Linked DNA regions of Cyprinus carpio: region 2 is linked to region 1. Evidence: chromatin contacts called from public Hi-C data. All regions are on one chromosome and are shown on one strand. The core of a region is the stretch at or near the end of the contact, and the rest is flanking DNA. Distances in the headings are between cores, read along the strand shown. Region 1 has its middle 9.8 kb from the start of LOC109047695. Region 2 overlaps LOC109066365 (PDZ domain-containing protein GIPC3-like).

Region 1 (4,093 bases), core at 1,225-3,724:
GTCTGCACACAGATCATCGTCAGATGAATTCTCGAGTTTGTCACTTTCTAGCGACTGAGTTCTTTTCTCATACGGCTCTCGCCGGAGCTGACCAGCTGCTTTCTGACGGCTTGTGTGTGTGTGTGTGTGTGTGTGAGTGTGTGTGTGTGTGTGTGTGTGTGTGTGTGTGTGTGTGTGTGTGTGTGAGAGTGTTTGTTAGTTATTGTATGTTTATGTGAGTGTGTGTGTGTGTGTGTGTGTGTTTGTGTTTGTGTGAGTGTGAGTGTGTGTGTAAGTGTGTGTGTGTGTGTGTGTGTGTGTGTGTGAGTGTGAGTGAGTGTGTGTGTGTGTGTGTGTGTGTGTGTGTGTGTGAGAGTGTGTGTGTGTTTGTGTTTGTGAGAGTGTGTGTGTGTGTGTGTGTGCGTGTGTGAGTGTGTGTGTCAGTGTGTCTGTGTGTGTGTGTGTGTGTGTGTGTGTGTGTGTGTGTGTGTGTGAGTGTGTGTGTGTGTGTGTGTGTGTGTGAGTGTGTGTGTGTGTGTGTGTGTGATGCTGTGTGTGTCTGAGTGTGTGTGTCTGTGTGTGTGAGTGAGAGTTTGTGTGTGTGTGTGTGTGTGTGTGTGAGTGTGTGTGTGTGAGAGCGTGTGTGAGAGTGTGAGTGTGTGTGTTTTTTTGTGGGGGGGTGTGTGTTGTGTGTGTAGTGTGTGTGTGTGTGTGAGTGCGTGAGTGTGTGTGTGTGTGTGTGTGAGCGCGTGAGTGTGTGTGTGTGTGTGTGTGTGTGTGTGTGTGTGTGTGAGTGTGTAATTTGTGTGTGTGAGAGAGTGTGTGTTTGTGTGTGAGTGTGTGTGTGTGTGTGTGTGTGTGTGTGTGTGTGTGTGTGTGTGTGTAAGTGTGTACGTACTCTTCTCGGCTCCGGAGAAGATGGAGATGATCTTGTTGCGCTTGCGCTCCTCAGGCACCGAGGGGAGGGGCTTGGAGCTGTGATTGACAGCCAGCGTGTCCTTCCCGCTGCTGAAGATGGTGCTGCTCATCCTGACGGGGGGCGCGGGCGGCTTGTCCTCCAGATCCCCATTATCACACATGGTCCGGGACGAGGAGAAAGGACAGAAAGGAGGAGTGGGTTTGCAGGAGGAGATAAAGAAAAGGAGGAGTTAGAGCTGCAGGAGCAGAAGGGAAGCAGAACGGAGACGAACAGCATCAGCAACAAACACAAACACATCTGCAGCAGGCTCTCGACTCTACTCCTCAGTTTAGTTACTCTTCATCATAATTCTGTGTGAAACTGCAATTATGCACATTATAATTATTGTGATAATCAAGTATAACATTGCAGTTAAATACAAAATATGTTTTTTTTACATTTATTTTATACCAAGATTTTTTTTTAATGGTTTTAGTTTAGTTTGGGTTTCAGTGAATGATGACAAATAAATAAAATAAATAAAACCCAAAACTTTATATTTTGCATAATTGCAATTTTATATTTAATCAGAATGAAGATAACTGAATGAACATTAATGGTAAAAAAAATATATATATTTTTTTTTTACTTTCCGCAGTTTTATATTTATCATGACAATAAAAATTAATAAGAAATTATATTTGGCAAGAAATTATATTTTATTATTACGTTACGATCAATTCTCATGGAAATAATGTCAGAAAAAATTAACAATAATTGTCCTAAGATACTAGTTAATTATTACTTTAAAATAATAATAATAATAACAATAATAAATGTGATTTTTTTTAAATAAGAAATTATATTTTGTATTAATAATATTAAGGTGATTTTTAGGATTTTTATGCTTAATCATCGCGAAAAAGTGTCAGAATAAGGTAATAAAAATTATCATAAAATAAAGAATAAAAACTATTACAATTAAATAATAAATTAACAGTAATGGGAATTTTTTAAAAATAATTATATTTTGCATAAAGGATATTCAGATGATTTTACGACCATCATAACAATCTTATGCTTAATCATCTTAAAATAATGTCAGAATAAATTAATAATAATTGTCCTAAAAATAAAATGACCTTAAAACTACTATGATAATAATAAATAATAGTTTATTTCACTTAATTTACGCAGAATATATTTTCAACCCCTAATAATTAACTCTTTAATTACAATCCAGGGACAGATTTCCTCTTAATTAATGGTCAGCGGTTAATTATTATTTTAGTGACGCGTTTCTGTTGTTTCGGTCTTCTACACACACAGAGAAAGCTCAAAGCTGCTACAAGCACACAGACGAGCCCTAGTGAGCGCCCTACACAGCCAGCGTGACGGACAGCACTCAAGCGCTCGCGGCTGCTGTCTAGGTAGGCAGCACACTAGGTTTCGGGACGCGGCCGGGGGTCTCGGGTTGTGTCGCGGCTCACCTGTGAAACTCACCGCAGACTTCAGCCGCTGTGTCCGGGAGGAGGAAGGTTTCTGCGCCGCTAGCGCTGCGTTTGGGGGGTTTTTGTGCTGGTTTGAGGAAGGGGAGGCGCCCAGCAGCGTCTCTGTCTGCCCTCGCTTGCAGCGAACAGCCAGCGACTGCTTCCGGTGCGACGGGATGCTGGGGAAACGACCGACAAAATAAAAGTCTGGCGAATTCAATTTGCTATTAACAAGTTACTTATAGTTACTAATATAATGTAAGTCATATAGTGCTTTTAAGAAGTATATATTATTAACTGTATTTATTATATAAACATTAATGCATTAATATGAAGGATTATAACTTTTTTAAAGATTTATATTTTATATATATTTGATCGTTTGGAATTGAATACTTGCGCACACACATATATATTTTAATTATATATATATATATATAAATAAATATATATATATATATATATATATATATATATATATATATATATATATATATATATATATATCAGGATGAAGATAACTAAATGAATATTAACGGTGAAATATAATAAACTTTTTTTTTAATCATTTCCGCAGTTTTATATTTAATCATCATGACAATAAAAATTAACAAGAAATTATATTTTATTATTACGTTACGATCAATTCTCATGGAAATAATGTCAGAATAAATTAACAATAATTGTCTTAAGACACTGGTTAATTATTTCTATAAAATAATAACAATAATAAATGGGATTTTTTAAAATAAGAAATTATATTTTGCATTAATAATATTAAGGTGATTTTTAGGATCATCGTAGCATAATAATTGCATTTATCAAAATTGCACACACACACACACACACACATATATATATTATAAAATAAAATACTGTAATAACAGACGGACACAAAATAGTCTTTTTTTAAACAAAGTACCATTCAGTTTTTATTTTTTATAAAATTAATTTATTTAATGACGGACGGAAAATAGTTTTTTTTTAAACAAAGTACCATTCAGTTTTCTTCGTCAGATTCGGAGAAATGTAGCGTTGCATCACTTGCTCACCAACTTAGTGAATGGGTGCCGTCAGAATGAAAACATCAGAATAATCCACAGCACTCAGTTCACATCTGGAGAAGACAAAAGAATTATTGCACAGCACTCCAGTCCATCAATTAACATCTGGAGAAAACTACAGCTGAAACAAATCCAGCATTAAGACGTTTTTAACTATGTTTAGAGTTTTTTATACATTGTTTGATATGTGCAGATTTATCTCCTGATTCACACCAGAACACTTTTTCACTGGAGGAAGTGTATTTTATTATGGATTATAGACATAGACTCGTATTTTACGTCTTAATGCTGGATTTGTGATTATTCTGATGCTTTCATTCTGACGGCACCCATTCACCGTGTTGGTGAGCAAGTGATGCAATGCTACATTTTTCCAAGGAGGACCTGAATAAAGTGAGCGATGAAGAGCTGGAGCGCAGGAAGGCCCAGATGGACGAGCTGTTCGTGCGAGAGACGTGCAGCTGGGATGAAGGGCAGTCCGATGAGGAGGTTTAGAGGATCGGAAACACTGGAACGGACTGATTCAGAATAAAAACACGTGGAGAACTGGTGCATCATGGGGCTTCTGTTGAAGTGTGATGATGATGAACATTAAATCTATGCATTTGCTGCTACATGTTGTCTTCTATGGTACTCGTGTGATTTAATTTTTTATTTTAAGT
Region 2 (4,437 bases), core at 149-2,648, 150 kb after region 1:
AAATATATGTTAGCTTAGCTTAGCATTAGCCTAGCCTCTGTTTGTTTTGCATGAATATATCGTGTTACAGGTGAAATGAATGGTCTTTTATGATTAATGACAGATCATGTGACACGATTAGCTTGTGTATATAAAAATAATCAAATATTTAATCAGTTCTACGCACACATTCGATGTGTATTTAACTTAATCTACTACACGATTGTACGTTCCCGTTTTAGATGACCTGATGTGACACATTTGAATATGTGTGAAGATTAAAAACATACCACAAATGGACTTTTTGTGCGGTCACAATTAATTCACATCAAAGAGAGCCACCAAAATGGCTCATAAATCTCCTTTAGTCACCGTGAAATCAAAATTACCACTATTTACTTTGTAAAAACTAGTTTTTGGGTCTTATAGAGTCCAGAAGTAAAAATCCTATTCATTTTTTTTCCATCAATCAATGGTTTATCCGCTTTATCTTATTCAACTTACAAAAGAAAAAACTACATTACCCATGATTCTGCAGAAAAATTCCACCAATCAGAGAATGGTGACAAGAGCTCCGCCCACTCTGTGAATGATGCAACCTCTCTATGCTCTCAAACCACTTAAATATTTGTGTTTATATATATATATATATATATATATAAATTTAAGTAGATTAAGTATATATATATATATATATATATATATATATATATATATATATAATGTTATTTCCCTACAATAAACCTTTTTAAACCAATCATTTTCTATTTTGTCAACGTTTTTCTAATTTGACTGTCATTCGTAATTCGTACTTTCCATCAAGTATACTTCTTTGTCTTTTGTCTGATTTTCAAGTACTTTTTTGTTTCCAATCAGAGATTTGGGATTTACATCATAGCTTGTTGGTTTGATTGTGGCTTTAAACTCTTTACAGAAGACTTAAAAGAAAAAAAAAAATCTCTATGGATAAAATGAATGGAAAAAGTCCAGGAACTGCTGAAAAAAAAGTATATTTTAACTCCTCCCCCTCCAACCAATTGTCACTTATCATCATTCAATCACTGGCCAACTGATTAAATCAAGCCCCGCCCACTTTTCTGCTCTCAAAAACACCACATTACCGAATTTAACATGGTTTATTTGCAGCTAGTCATGCTAATGTTTATTTAGCATTAGCAGTCGTAGCTGTGAAATTGCTGCGGAAGAAGGAAGCTGATATGAATCTAGCTTGTGTTACTGATCCCTACTTGTTTTCCTGTTAGCCAAGCGCACACTACAAGACAGAAGCTCATTCTCATGATTATAGTCTGTGACCAAAAACCCCTTGCTTGTAGCCAACTCGTGTTTGCAGGCTATTGAGAAGTCGCAGACGCCAAGTGTTCACTGAGTCCAAAACATGTTTTTTATCAAAACATTGAACTGGTAGCCAAATGGCTCTATAACCTGCACAAAAATGTCCGTAAATCCATGTTGTTTACACACTAGAAACTGTCTTAAATGTACACTAGCTGATAAGCTTCTGTTCGCAGGGTACGCTAGGCTTAGCGACGCAGCTTGCCAAAAATTATCTCAACCAAAGATGCAAATACTGAACAGAACATTTGGCCAAAGCAATCCAAACACAAGAGGATTGAATAATGATTTTAATACAGCAATGCTTGGGTTTACATGCGAAATAAATGAGAGATCAAAACAGATCATTCACTCTGACAGCATCTGATGCTAACCTTGTGTCTGCTCGCACAAGAATAACCAAATTTGTGCTAGTTATGATACTTGTTTGATTCCTCAAACGAGAAGAACAGTCCATGACAAGGCCAGAAATAAACCAGAATCGCCTTCGTGGTGAAAGTTGCCATTTTATCCAAGTGTGTGGTCCTCATAGTCTTATCAGAAAGGAAAAGGAGGGTGTTTGTCCGGGAAGTGAGCCAAAACTGTACAGTTGTCCCAAAGCAAGCCCAGTCTGCGAGTTTCTGCCGTACATTTTCATCGTAGCCATTGAGTGTATATACAGACTTGCCTTTTTACAGATTTTTAAATACATTTTTGCTTTAAATTAGAGTTAATTTTGTGATTTACCTCCTAGTCGGCTGGTTTGGTTTGTTGCTTTTAACTCTTTAAAAAATCCCTTTGGGAAAAACACTCGAGGACCTGCTGAAAGTGGGTGGGACCGATTGTGCGAAGGCTCCACCTCCAAAATGACATCACTCTTATTTTTCCAACCCACCCCCCAGTAATCATCCAATCACTGGCCAACTGGTAAAATCAAGCCCCGATCAAGGACTCAAACCTACAGGTTTCTACTGAACGTTTTCATTAAAGCCATCAAGTACTCATCCTTGCCTTTTTGTCCAATTTTCAAATACTTTTAGCTTTAAATCAGACTATGTTGTGATTCACATTGTATCTGATTGGTTTGGTTCATGTTTGGGTTTAATTCTACTTGAATGGGAAAAACTCCAGGAACTGCTGAAAAAGTAGGCGGACACTATTGTGCAAAGGCTCCGCCCCCAAAACGACATCATCAGACATGCTTACTTTTCAACCCCTCTCCCTTCAACCATCCCTTTTCATCATCCAATCACCGGCCAACTCGAAAAATCAAGCTCCGCCCACTTTCCCACTCAAGCCTTGAAATTTGTACTGCACGTTTTCATTAACGCCATTAAGTACACATTCTTGCCTTATTGTCCTAGTTTCAAATACTTTTTTGTTTGAAAATTTAACAGGTTTCACATCGTAGTTAGTTGGTTTGGTTCATGGATTGGTTTAACTCTTTAACAAATGGGAAATGAATGCGAAAAACTCCAGGAACTGATGGAAAAGTAGGCGGACACTATCGTACAAAGGCTCCGCCTCCAAAATGACATCATATCGTTATTTTCCAACCCCTCCCCCTCCAGCCAACCGCCACTTTTCATCATTCAATCACCGGCCAACTGGAAAAAATCAAGCCCCGCCCACTTTCCCACTAAAGTCTACAGTACGTTCTCCTCAACAGCTTCGCTCTCCAAGTTCATGCGAGTTCGACACGTCTCGAGAGCTCAAATATACGCTTCTCAAATGTGTACGAATAGATTTACGTCTGGAGCACCTCTCCGAAAGCGAAGCGCCTACAAAAGGGTTTAAAAGGAGGGTCATCCCCTACGTTGGGCACCATATAAGACATTGAATCATTAATAGTAGAAGATAAATGCTAGTCTTGGCTGCTAAATGGAACTAGACACTGCAGTGGCGTCCTGCACAGGTAGAGGCGTATCCTCTTGTCTGGCTTTGTCTGGATTTGGCCGGTCGCGATCCAAACGGTCAATCGTTCCTCTAAGAGAGGCACGCGTGAGTCTGCGGAAGGACGTCGAGAGTGTAGGATAGAGGCTGGTGATGGAGCCGCGGGACCAGTCCATCTTGGGAGTGACGCGTTTCAGAATGGCACGTCGGAATAGGATGTAGACCCAGGGATCCAGGATCTGGTTCCCCGTCGCAAAACGAAGCCAGAGAAGCAGGTGGCGAATGTTGAGCTCACTGCCCGACAGCACCGTCTGTGCAATAAACACCTGTTGAGAGGAAAAAATAACGAGAGGGTGATGAGAGGAACGCAAGAAGAAACACTGAGCGCGAGGCGACGCTTGAACTCCACTTGAGTCAGTCAATAAAACAAACACAATCAATACGGACCAAACATTGCCATCGCTATGGGCTTTGTCATTTCGAAATGTTTACGAAATCTAATGGATTTCTGAAATGAGAATAACCAGAATGTAACATCTGGGGATGTTGGACACAATTTCCAGGAACATGATGTCGATACTAAATATTTTCACCCCAAAAATATCCTGAGAGATGTGAAAAACAAATATATCTGCTGATGTTTCTGGCGTCTCTCAAAATATTTTTGGAGTGAATCACTAGAAATCTGTCAGGAATATGTTCAGGTCATATTTCACCACAAAATTAAAAGAAAGAAACAGAAAATTATCGTTTGTGAAAAGAAAATCGAAGCCCATTAAGACTTAATCAACCATTCTTATTTCCGCTATGCAATTTATGTAATTGTGCTACTGTGTTCAGTTTATTCTGATTTAAAATTAAATACTTTATTATTTAATTACCAATACTGTTTCAATTAATAATAATAATAATAATAATAAAAAAGTAGCTTAACCGTCATGAAAAGAAAATGCTTAATGGTTATTAAAACAATAACACTGGAGCGTGTTTTTTTTTTTGTTTGTATAAAACTGATGAAATATCTCATGACCTTTCTGGATATTTTCCCAAATAGCTGCAAGATAACAAATGGGTTCGGTGTTAACACAAACACTTAGCAGTAATAAAGCAAATATAGTGCTTAAAGTAGTGAGTTAGGCAGTTGTAAATCATTGACCTCTACTAAGTGTTCACTCGATAAAATACACATGCTCAAACACACACACACACACACACAAATAAACACACAGTGCT

Evidence for each region. Hi-C and Micro-C count contacts between places; a contact is called where the count stands out from the background.
Region 2: a contact with region 1 is called in a Hi-C map of liver, with 6 times the contacts expected there. The contact joins two enhancer-like sites. A contact is called at or near these places in 3 of 8 Hi-C or Micro-C datasets (liver and skeletal muscle).

The regions. Positions count from the first base shown.
Region 1 is chrA22:1,476,002-1,480,094 of ASM1834038v1, forward strand. It overlaps the pseudogene LOC109047470. Among protein-coding and RNA genes, the nearest start is that of LOC109047695, 9.8 kb to the right of the region's middle. Within about 2 kb of position 2,475, at least 7 of the 8 cell types and tissues checked have an H3K27ac peak or open chromatin away from gene starts, as enhancers often do. A contact at or near this core is called in liver, where this site is marked.
Region 2 is chrA22:1,624,348-1,628,784 of ASM1834038v1, forward strand. LOC109066365 (PDZ domain-containing protein GIPC3-like) reads left to right here. Exons shown (of 7, transcript XM_042711633.1): 7 at 1-279. It overlaps LOC109080147 (thromboxane A2 receptor-like), which reads right to left. Exons shown (of 5, transcript XM_042711637.1): 5 at 1,608-3,530. The coding sequence ends at 3,189. Among protein-coding and RNA genes, the nearest start is that of LOC109066365, 13 kb to the left of the region's middle. Within about 2 kb of position 1,399, at least 1 of the 8 cell types and tissues checked has an H3K27ac peak or open chromatin away from gene starts, as enhancers often do. A contact at or near this core is called in liver, where this site is marked.